Regions from separate parts of the Mus musculus genome. Here all the other regions are linked to region 1. Evidence: chromatin contacts called from public promoter capture Hi-C data. All regions are on one chromosome and are shown on one strand. The core of a region is the stretch at or near the end of the contact, and the rest is flanking DNA. Distances in the headings are between cores, read along the strand shown.

Region 1 (3,055 bases), core at 384-2,883:
AAAAATAATGAATAATTTAAAAGTTTCCACCCACTAATAATTTTGATAAGAAGTAGTTATCAGTGCAAACACAGGCTGCACCCTGATAGAGGACGCAGCCTCTTAAGCCTGGACTTAGTTGCTGGCAGCTCTGGGGAAAAGAATGGAAGCAGACCAACTGAAGAGATGCCTGCCCCAGGGCTTGGAACCTTCCAGTCGGTTCCTCTAACCCACACGTCTCTTTCAGGAGCAAGTCAAGTCCGTCTGAGGGGTTTGGGGTGGGGGATGAAATCAGACCCTCACAATTTTTCCCCACTACCCCACTGTGCTGTACTTAACCTAGCTGAAAACCAGGTGGCCTGCGAGAAGGGAGGGGGAGAAGAGAAAGAGGAGGCTCCCGGGGACTCAGACACAGCAAGCCTGGAACCGGTGGCCTAAAGACAGTCCAAGAGAGACAGGACCGTAGCGGGAGGGGAGAGGGGCATCTGCCCGTTGCCCGTAACCCAGTTACTGAGCCAAGGAACAGACCCGCCTCCGACCTCCTGCAGAGCTTCGGCCAGGGTACCGATTCCCCAGGGGCAGTCAGCCAGCTCCGGGCAATCACCACCTGAGTGATCACCCCCCATGGTCCCAGTTCCGAGTTCTACAGCGTTGCAGCCAACGCCCCGGGAAGAGGGCGCTCACCCTCACCCCAGGTGGCCCTACCTGGCTCTCAAGTACACAGAATGAGATCCGGGAAGGTGGCGATCTCTCTAAGTGAGAGATCGGTCTCGGCCCACGCACGCCCAGGGTCTCTGGGCCACCCCTCCTCGTCACTCCTCAGGCCATGGAGAGCCCGGGGATGGCGAGCTGGGTCCTTTGTTCCCCCTCACCAAGTGCAGAGGCAGTTTTCCCCCCCAAGCCAAACCCAGAAAGAAACATTGATCTCTCTGTATCTTCTGCAGGGCGTACCCAGGATATCTGGTTATTCAAGGACATGTGTATCTCAGTTGCAGGAGAAAAAAAAAAAATCAATAGTGTTTGAAACTGCGGAGTCGCGGGCAAAGGAGACGGAACATGGCCACTGGCTTCATCCTCAATAGCCGAGCTCTGGGCTCCCGGTCCGGGATCCCCTATATCCCCCAGCCCCCGAGCTTGGGTGGAGGGGCAGGAGCAAGGGAAGAGGGGTGGGGGCCCGGCCGCGTCACCACCCACCTGCGGCCACCGCGGAGCAGCCCCAGAGCAGCAGCAGCCGTGCGCAGCTCCCCATGGCCGGGCAGCTGCGGGAGCGGGTGGGATGAAGCGGCAGTGGTCCTCGGGAGCACCGGGGGCTCTGTGGTTCTTCCTCCTCCCGGAGCGCCAGGCTCGCTCAGTGGGCACCGTGGGCACAGAGCCGCGGGCCGGGGCCGCGCCAGGCGGCGGGGTGACCGTCGCGCACCGGCCTGGCGGGGCCCGGGCAGCTCAGCAGCGGCGGGAGCCCCGGGATCATAGCCGGCCTGGCCGCTGCCGGCTGAGCGGCCCTGAGGGCGGGTGCGCCGCTCGCCCAGGGCTCGGCGCCCGCAGCCGACGCTGAACTTTGCGAGACCTTTCACTTCCCGGCCGCCGCCGCCTCCCGGCTGTCCTCCTCCGCTTTTCCCACCTTCTGTGGCCGCCGAGGCTCGGTCCCGTCCTTCTCCATGGGCAGTTCCATGGGATGCATTTTTATTGCACCGACACCGCGGCGCTCCGGTGCCAGCCCTCCTCCTCCCCTCGCACCTCCACCCCTTCCTCCCGCCCGCCCCCCGCGCTTGACAGCCGGGCGGTGCAGACGCGCGGGTCCGGTCATTGTCGCCGCCGCCGCCGCCCAGGGGGAGGGGGTGTCTGCAGCCCCCGCTGCGCGCATCTCCCTGCCTGACCTCGCGGGTGCCCTCCAGCACCCAAGGGCCTCGCCTGGGAAACAGTCTCCCACCTTCTCCAGGAACATTCCTGAGAGCAGTTGACTCCCTCCGGATCAGGTCAGGGCATGCCAAGGGGCTTAAAAACCCGCGAAACAGGCGAGCGACTACTTTCCAAAAAATCACCCAGCAAAACAAGCCTTCCCCCCTCCCCCAACACCACTCCACAGCACCCATTCTCTGCGAGTCCCACGGTCTGGGTTAGGACCACCCCAGACCCCCAATTCTGCCTAGGGTACTGCCAGTGAACGCGCACCAAGTGCCAAGGGTCCTTTAAGTCTCTGCTACCTTTTTGGGGGGTGCAGCCCAAAGGAGTCGAAGGTGTACCCGTTTGGTGTAAAAGATGTTCTCACACGGCCTGAAAGACCAGGATCCATGATCAGGGAATCAACTGTTTAAGAACATCTATGTCTGGAGCATCGACATAAGAATGCCTGGGTCCTAGGTGCATTCACACATTCTTCATAGTATGGTGAGCAGGGGAACCATAAAGTTATGAAATATCTTATGGGGAGCAATTTAGCAGCAACCACAAGCAGCTAATTGTAGCTCAGGGCTGGTGTTTATGAAAGGAGATTAAATAGCACTTCAGCCTGGGACTTCTGTAACTTCTCTGAAAATATAGTTCTGCTTACACATGCAAAGAAATTGGCAAACGTTGAGTCGAAGGCAATTCTGTATTGCAGCATTCAGTGTGTGTCTTTGAGTATTTTCCAGAAAGTTAACTGCTTTGCAGATACCATTCAGTTATTATAAATTGTCAGAAATACAGATGGGGCCAATTAGAGCTTTGGGGGCACACGTAGATATTATTTATAATGACCGAGCTGGAGACATATAGGTTTCTATCTCTCTAAAGGAACTGAGTTGAGGTTAGCATAATCCACTGGGAGGCGTTAAAATTATTATTTTGGCCAGTACTGGAAGTGGCAGGCGACATGAGAACCGTCACCAGCTTTCGAAAACAAACTCTGAGCTTTCAAATACTGGCCACGCTGGAGCCTCCGTTGGCTCTCACAGGTGATGCTTCTGATGCAGTTGCTAAAATGCTTCTCCCAACTGTTCTTTTTATTAAATGAACGACAGGGGATCGTAACAGGCTAAGGCTCCCAGCCTAAACACTAGCCTACAGGCCAAGAAAAAGGAAGAGAAAGACAGTATTT
Region 2 (3,055 bases), core at 413-2,912, 590 kb after region 1:
TATATCCAGAAGATGCCCCAACAGGTAAGAAGGACACATGCTCCACTATGTTCATAGCAGCCTTATTTATAATAGCCAGAAGCTGGAAAGAACCTAGATGCCCCTCAACAGAGGAATGGATACAGAAAATGTGGTACATCTACACAATGGAGTACTACTCAGCTATTAAAAAGAATGAATTTATGAAATTCCTAGCCAAATGGATGGACCTGGAGGGCATCATCCTGAGTGAGGTAACACATTCACAAAGAAACTCACACAATATGTACTCACTGATAAGTGGATATTAGCCCCAAACCTAGGATACCCAAGATATAAGATATAATTTGCTAAACACATGAAACTCAAGAAGAATGAAGACTGAAGTGTGGACACTATGCCCCTCCTTAGATTTGGGAACAAAACACCCATGGAAGGAGTTACAGAGACGGAGTTTGGAGCTGAGATGAAAGGATGGACCATGTAGAGACTGCCATATCCAGGGATCCACCCCATAATCAGCATCCAAACGCTGACACCATTGCATACACTAGCAAGATTTTATTGAAAGGACGCAGATGTAGCTGTCTCTTGTGAGACTATGCCGGGGCCCAGCAAACACAGAAGTGGATGCTCACAGTCAGCTAATGGATGGATCATAGGGCTCCCAATGGAGGAGCCAGAGAAAATAGCCAAGGAGCTAAAGGGATCTGCAACCCTATAGGTGGAACAACATTATGAGCTAACCAGTACCCCGGAGCTCTTGACTCTAGCTGCATATATATCAAAAGATGGCCTAGTCGGCCATCACTGGAAAGAGAGGCCCATTGGACTTGCAAACTTTATATGCCCCAGTACAGGGGAACACCAGGGCCAAAAAGGGGGAGTGGGAGTGGGTGGGCAGGGGAGTGGGGGTGGGTGGATATGGGGGACTTTTGGTATAGCATTGGAAATGTAAATGAGTTAAATACCTAATAAAAAATGGAAAAAAAAAAAAAGAACCTGAAAAAAAAAGATATGAAGCACGCACCACCAGGGCTGGCCCTTCCCGTGGGTTCTGGGGCCCAGACTCAGGTTGTCATGCTTCCAAGGCAGGCACTCTGTTGGCTCAGCCATCTGCTAGGCCCAGAGACTCCAACTTACACGATCCTCCCTTCCTGGGACTCACTGAGCCGCTTTAGCACGAGGAAGCCACTGTCATGGCATGTTTGTTGTCAGAAGACATGTTTATTCCCTGCATTCATTTTCCAGGCATTGGAACATAGGCCAGGAAGGGCAACTATACTCTCACGGAGACCTGCTGGAATTGCTGTTGGCATGGGAGACATTGTGTCCTTATGAGTCTTTCCCTGAGTGGTCAAATGCTTTGGAGAAACAATGCTTTTTATATTTCATCAGAATTAGGCATGTATCTTAGTGCTAACGACACTTAAAAATAAAAATAGAAGGCATGATATTTGCATGCTTTGTGGATAACATTTATTGTATGTTTGCTTTCTGTTTGGTTCCTCAAATGAAAAAAAAAATAAAAACAAAGACTATTACTAATAATAACTTGAACAAATTCTGGGCCAGCGTTTTGAGTACAAATTAAACAGAAGTGAGGCTGTCCCACATATAATAATAAGCTGCTCTGTAGATTCTGCCGCCCATGCTGCCTTTAGTTGCTGTTGAGATCCTAAAAAAGATTTCACAGTTGCTGTGTTAACAAATACCGCTCCACAGAGCTGCCATGGCTTGGTCTGCTCTAGAGTTTGCATGTCAAGAGCTTTGAAGGGCACATCTGTCTGTATTAGCAATTGGTTGTTAGTGTTGGCCGTTGTTAATATCAAGAGGATTTTAAATCAATGTGATAGTCCTCTTAAAATAATTCATTTATAATCCATACCAAACATCTCTTCTCCCAGCCTCATGGGACTTGAGTTTGTCTCTGACAAAGTACATGGTAGAAGAGGATAGTTGAGTAGCCCCCAGCCTGTGGGAAGGGGTTTGGGGCAATGCCGCCTGCAAGGATTTAGGGGTTCTACAGCTGTCACCTAAGGATCTACTCATTTATTAGGCGCTACTCATTTGTTCCCTGTGGCAAGCTTCAAGGGAATTAAGACTTTTTTCCACCCAGAAATTCCCAAGTCTCCACACAGTATCTTCACATAGCTTATCTGAGGCTACACATGGGTAACTCCACTTAATGGACATAAGCCCTGGAGACCCCACCACACAGGAAGCCTACCTACCAGCTCTAGGGAACTTTGACTTGATAAAGCTTGCCTGTTTTTTAAAAAAATATTTTTATTCATTTAGTACGGGTATGTATACACATGTGTGAATGTGTCTGTGTGTGTGATTACCACAGATGAATGTGTGTGTCTATACATATATGAATGTGTGTGCATCTCTGTGGGCGTGTACACATGTATGAATGTTTATAGGCCAGAAGTTGATGTCAGGTACCATCCACAGTTGATCTTCATTTTGGTTTTTGAGACAGGAACTCTCTCTCTCACAGAACTTGCACCATTTGGTTCTGGGCGTGGGGGTGATTCAGGTCCAGTTGTGAAGACATATCACTGCCAAGTCAGCCCTGTGTCACCTTGGTGGTGCTTTCTGCCACCGAGGCCAAGGTTGTTGGTTTACCTTGCCCGTATCATCAGAACCTCCAGTCTGTTTCTCTCTCCTCCCAGTACAGGACTTAAAGACACATACCACCGTGCCTGGCTCTTTGATGGGTGCTGAGGAGTGAGCTCAGGTCATTGTGCTTGCATGACACTTTACCATTTTTCCAGTCCCTGAGTTCAAGTCTGTAACTGCATGAGACAGAAATAGTACTAGTTACCCAGTACTCTCGGTGTCATTCTTGGCTGACTTAATCTTCTAGTAATGTAGAAACCAGGCATTATGGCTGCCCCTCATTATTGCTGCAAACCCTGCAACATTCTGAGTATTGTGGAAGGGTTTGGCATGCATAGCAATCCTCACTATAGTCTTTTGAGGTAGAGATCATCAGTACTACTACTACCAGGCAGTGATATCCTCCTCCTCCTCCTCCTCCTCACTCCTCCTCCTCACTCCTCCTCCT
Region 3 (3,055 bases), core at 244-2,743, 560 kb after region 1:
TTTTTTGGCAAAAGCTCAATGGACGCCTCCCCCTCCCAACCTGCATTCTTTAAATATGTTAAAGTTTGTTGCTCATCTCCAATACAAAATATTGTGCATCAAGAATAGGTGCTGCCTCTTGGATGGAGAACTGGGCCCTGACAGAGAGGTCCCTGCTCTTGTGTGTCACTGGAAGATTCTTTAGCCATAATTACCTGCTCCAATAAGTGATTTCCCCTGTGATCTTCCTTCCAAGAATATTAAGGTACAGTGCATAGGACAGAGAAGACCAACCTTACAAATTAGTACAGATGCTTGAAAGAAATGGGCTTGGAGCTGGAAGAGATAAGGCTGTGGCCCAGTGAGCTTCTTTACTATTCAGTGGATACCAAGGTCACCGTCTATATTTTGCATGTGAAAGAATTGGTAGTCGTTTTCAGTGTTTAAAGACCTTGTTTTTGAAGCCAACCTCTCTATCTCTGGTTCTTCAATATTTCTTTGGGCTTGCATAATTTGTAAGGAAAAGTATGTCCGCTAGCTGAAATTCAAATCCCAAATTAATAAATTTGACTCATTGTGGCCCATGAGATGCAAGAAAAGAACATTTTTTAGTGTTAAGCATTTCCTCTGAGACCTACAGTTTGTCCATCAGAGAGAAAAAAAAAATCTCCCATCTCCCCGTTTAAAAACAAAAAGTATTTGGAGAGTTAACACTTCAAACCATTTAGCATATATTAATGTCAAGGAGTTAAAGTTGAGCAAAAGGCATATTGATTTAGAACACCGTGACATTTAGGATAAGGCTGAAGTGGCAGTAACTCATGATCATTACTCACAAACTCAAACTGCAGCGGGAAGAGAACATAGCCACACAAGGTGCTTGTCTTAACCAGATTGTCAGGGAGTTCCCTAATTTCGGTTTGGGAATTCAGCTTCAGTGCTTTCTCTTGGGGGCATCACCAGGACGGCAGATTTCTTATGATCACTGGCTTTGCAGCACATAATTAGGACTTGTCCCCTGATTCTCAGTTATCCTCTGAGTTTGGTCAAAGTCAAGCTATGTTCCCCTAAGCTGTGAAACCGAGGAGATAGGATAGAAGCTGAGGTATGAAGTCATGACGATTAATGAGACAGGTAATGTCTCAAAATGCTTGGAATAATGCCCAATACATCTTAATGATTGTAACCATGGATATTAGTAGGTGGTCCAAATAGGGAAAACATTGTATGAATTTTTGATGGTAATTTTCTTTATTGGTTCTTTGCTTTAAAGCCCTCTCTCAAGCGGCGTTGGATGTGAATGTCCGTAATCCCAGCACTCAAGACACTGAGGCTGGAGGATAGTGAGTTTGAGGCCAGAGTGGGTTACACACATAGCCAGCCATTCAGAGCATCCTGCCTTTCCAGGCTGTTTGTACTTTCCTCACCCTCTAGGGGCCGCTGTGCTTCCGGAGAGCGTGCAGGTGGCTTGGTTGCCGGGAGATCGTTGCTTGGCAACCGCTTGTCCACCAGCCTCTAGCCTGCTGAACTCTGATAGACATGGCGTCCTCCAGAAGCTCCTCCAGTTCTTCTGAGGAGTCCCCAGACTCTGAGACATCGGTGTCGCCGGTGCATCTGCCCCCAACGCCGCCGCCGACCTCTACCGCGGTTCTCAAGTCGCCCAGCGAGTCCAAGTCGAGTTCGACCGACCCGCCGCAATGTACCCACTCCGAGGACTCGCTGCCCTCTGCCGCCTTCTACGGGCCCCTGGACAGTAAAAACCCACTCCTGGCCTCTTGCGAGAAGGAGATCCGGGAGCTGTTGGGCTTTATGAAGAAGAAGAAGGCTCTAGCCACCTCAATGGAACAGAAGTACGAATTCCATCGGAGGTGGTAAGCTGAGGCAGGGTGCTGGGGAGGGCGCCTGGAGATGCCATTGGAGGACCACGACAGGGGTGGGGCCCTGGAGACAAGCTGAGCTGTAGCCACTCCCAGCTCTTACAGCCCTTAGCTCCCCCTACACGTTTCATGTCTTCCTTCTCAGGTCAAAATAAAAATCTGCACAGAAGTATTTCCTAACACTGGGTTTGGTCTCAGCGTTCTCATGGCCTCTCTTGGCTCACTCATGGGTCGCAAAACAGGACAAAAGTAGACTTAAGACCAACTCTGAGGCAGTTGCTCAGGTCCTTGAATTTAGGTCTCAACCAAGTCTGTCATATTGTGAACATGTACATTTTATTCTCTTTATATTCCGTTGGGATTACAGAAACTTCTTTTCCCCTTGACTTGGTGGCTCTTTGTGAGCGTCTGATTGGGTTTTTTGTTTGTTTTTCCAACTTATTTCTGTGAACTGAAAACTACCAGTTTCTAAGATTTGGTTTTGTTCATGTTGCCATCTTTTTTCTGGTCTAATGCTTTCCAAAATGAGTAGTTTCAAGACATAGGGAAGCAGCGAAGAATACCAGACAGGCAAATAACTTTTTTTTTTCTGGTGAGTATTTTAAACTTACATGTTTTGGTCATGCATTTAATCTGATTACACATTTTTAACTTACATTTATAATTCAACCAAACATCTTAATGATTTGTTGAGTAGACATATTTTTGACAGGTACTTTTCTCAAAACTAGGAAGGCATCAAGTTAACAATAAACCCCTCTCCCCCAAATCATATATTTCTGTGAGTATAGTCTTGTACTAAACAAACATGGGGCACAGCATTCCCACCATCCCTTTATCTACTCCCCCCACCCCAAGTTTCACTTACCTGTGGTCAAAGGCTATGCAAATCTTAAATGGAAAATTCCAGAAACAAACAATTGGCGTTGTTTATAGTCCCTTCTGAGCAGTCTGACAAAATCTTGCTCTGCACTGTTCTGACCCACCCAGGGTTTGAATTCACCCCTTTGTCCAGCACACTGACACTGTAGGCTTCGTCGGTCCATTTGTTAGTTAGCCATCTTGATTATCAGATCGACTGTCATAGAAACTCAGGATTTGTGCTAACATGACCCGTATTTTGCTTAATAATAATTATGAAGCACAAGAATAATGATGCTAGGGATGCAGATGGACCAAGGAGAAAGTGTAAATTCCTT

What was found. Promoter capture Hi-C pulls out the DNA fragments that hold promoters and counts their contacts.
Region 2: a contact with region 1 is called in a promoter capture Hi-C map of hippocampal neurons, with 2.0 times the contacts expected there. The contact joins the enhancer-like site here to the promoter of Ntn4 in region 1. A contact is called at or near these places in 7 of 39 promoter capture datasets (the 3T3-L1 cell line, the C10 cell line, cranial neural crest and 4 more), 2 of 115 datasets of contacts at active chromatin or transcription factors (embryonic stem cells and memory CD8 T cells) and 1 of 9 other capture datasets (liver).
Region 3: a promoter capture Hi-C map of hematopoietic stem and progenitor cells shows a contact between it and region 1, with 2.7 times the contacts expected there. The contact joins the promoter of Cfap54 here to the promoter of Ntn4 in region 1. A contact is called at or near these places in 2 of 39 promoter capture datasets (cranial neural crest and hematopoietic stem and progenitor cells).

The regions. Positions count from the first base shown.
Region 1 is chr10:93,639,627-93,642,681 of GRCm38.p6, reverse strand. It overlaps Ntn4 (netrin 4), which reads right to left and starts at 1,633. Exons shown (of 10, transcript NM_021320.3): 1 at 1,174-1,633. The coding sequence starts at 1,228.
Region 2 is chr10:93,052,113-93,055,167 of GRCm38.p6, reverse strand. All of the region lies in intron 5 of Cfap54 (cilia and flagella associated protein 54), which reads left to right. Among named protein-coding and RNA genes, the nearest start is that of Gm40739, 21 kb to the left of the region's middle. Within about 2 kb of position 1,662, at least 13 of the 459 cell types and tissues checked have an H3K27ac peak or open chromatin away from gene starts, as enhancers often do. A contact at or near this core is called in hippocampal neurons, where this site is marked.
Region 3 is chr10:93,080,060-93,083,114 of GRCm38.p6, reverse strand. It overlaps Cfap54 (cilia and flagella associated protein 54), which reads left to right and starts at 1,493. Exons shown (of 68, transcript NM_001347060.2): 1 at 1,493-1,850. The coding sequence starts at 1,519.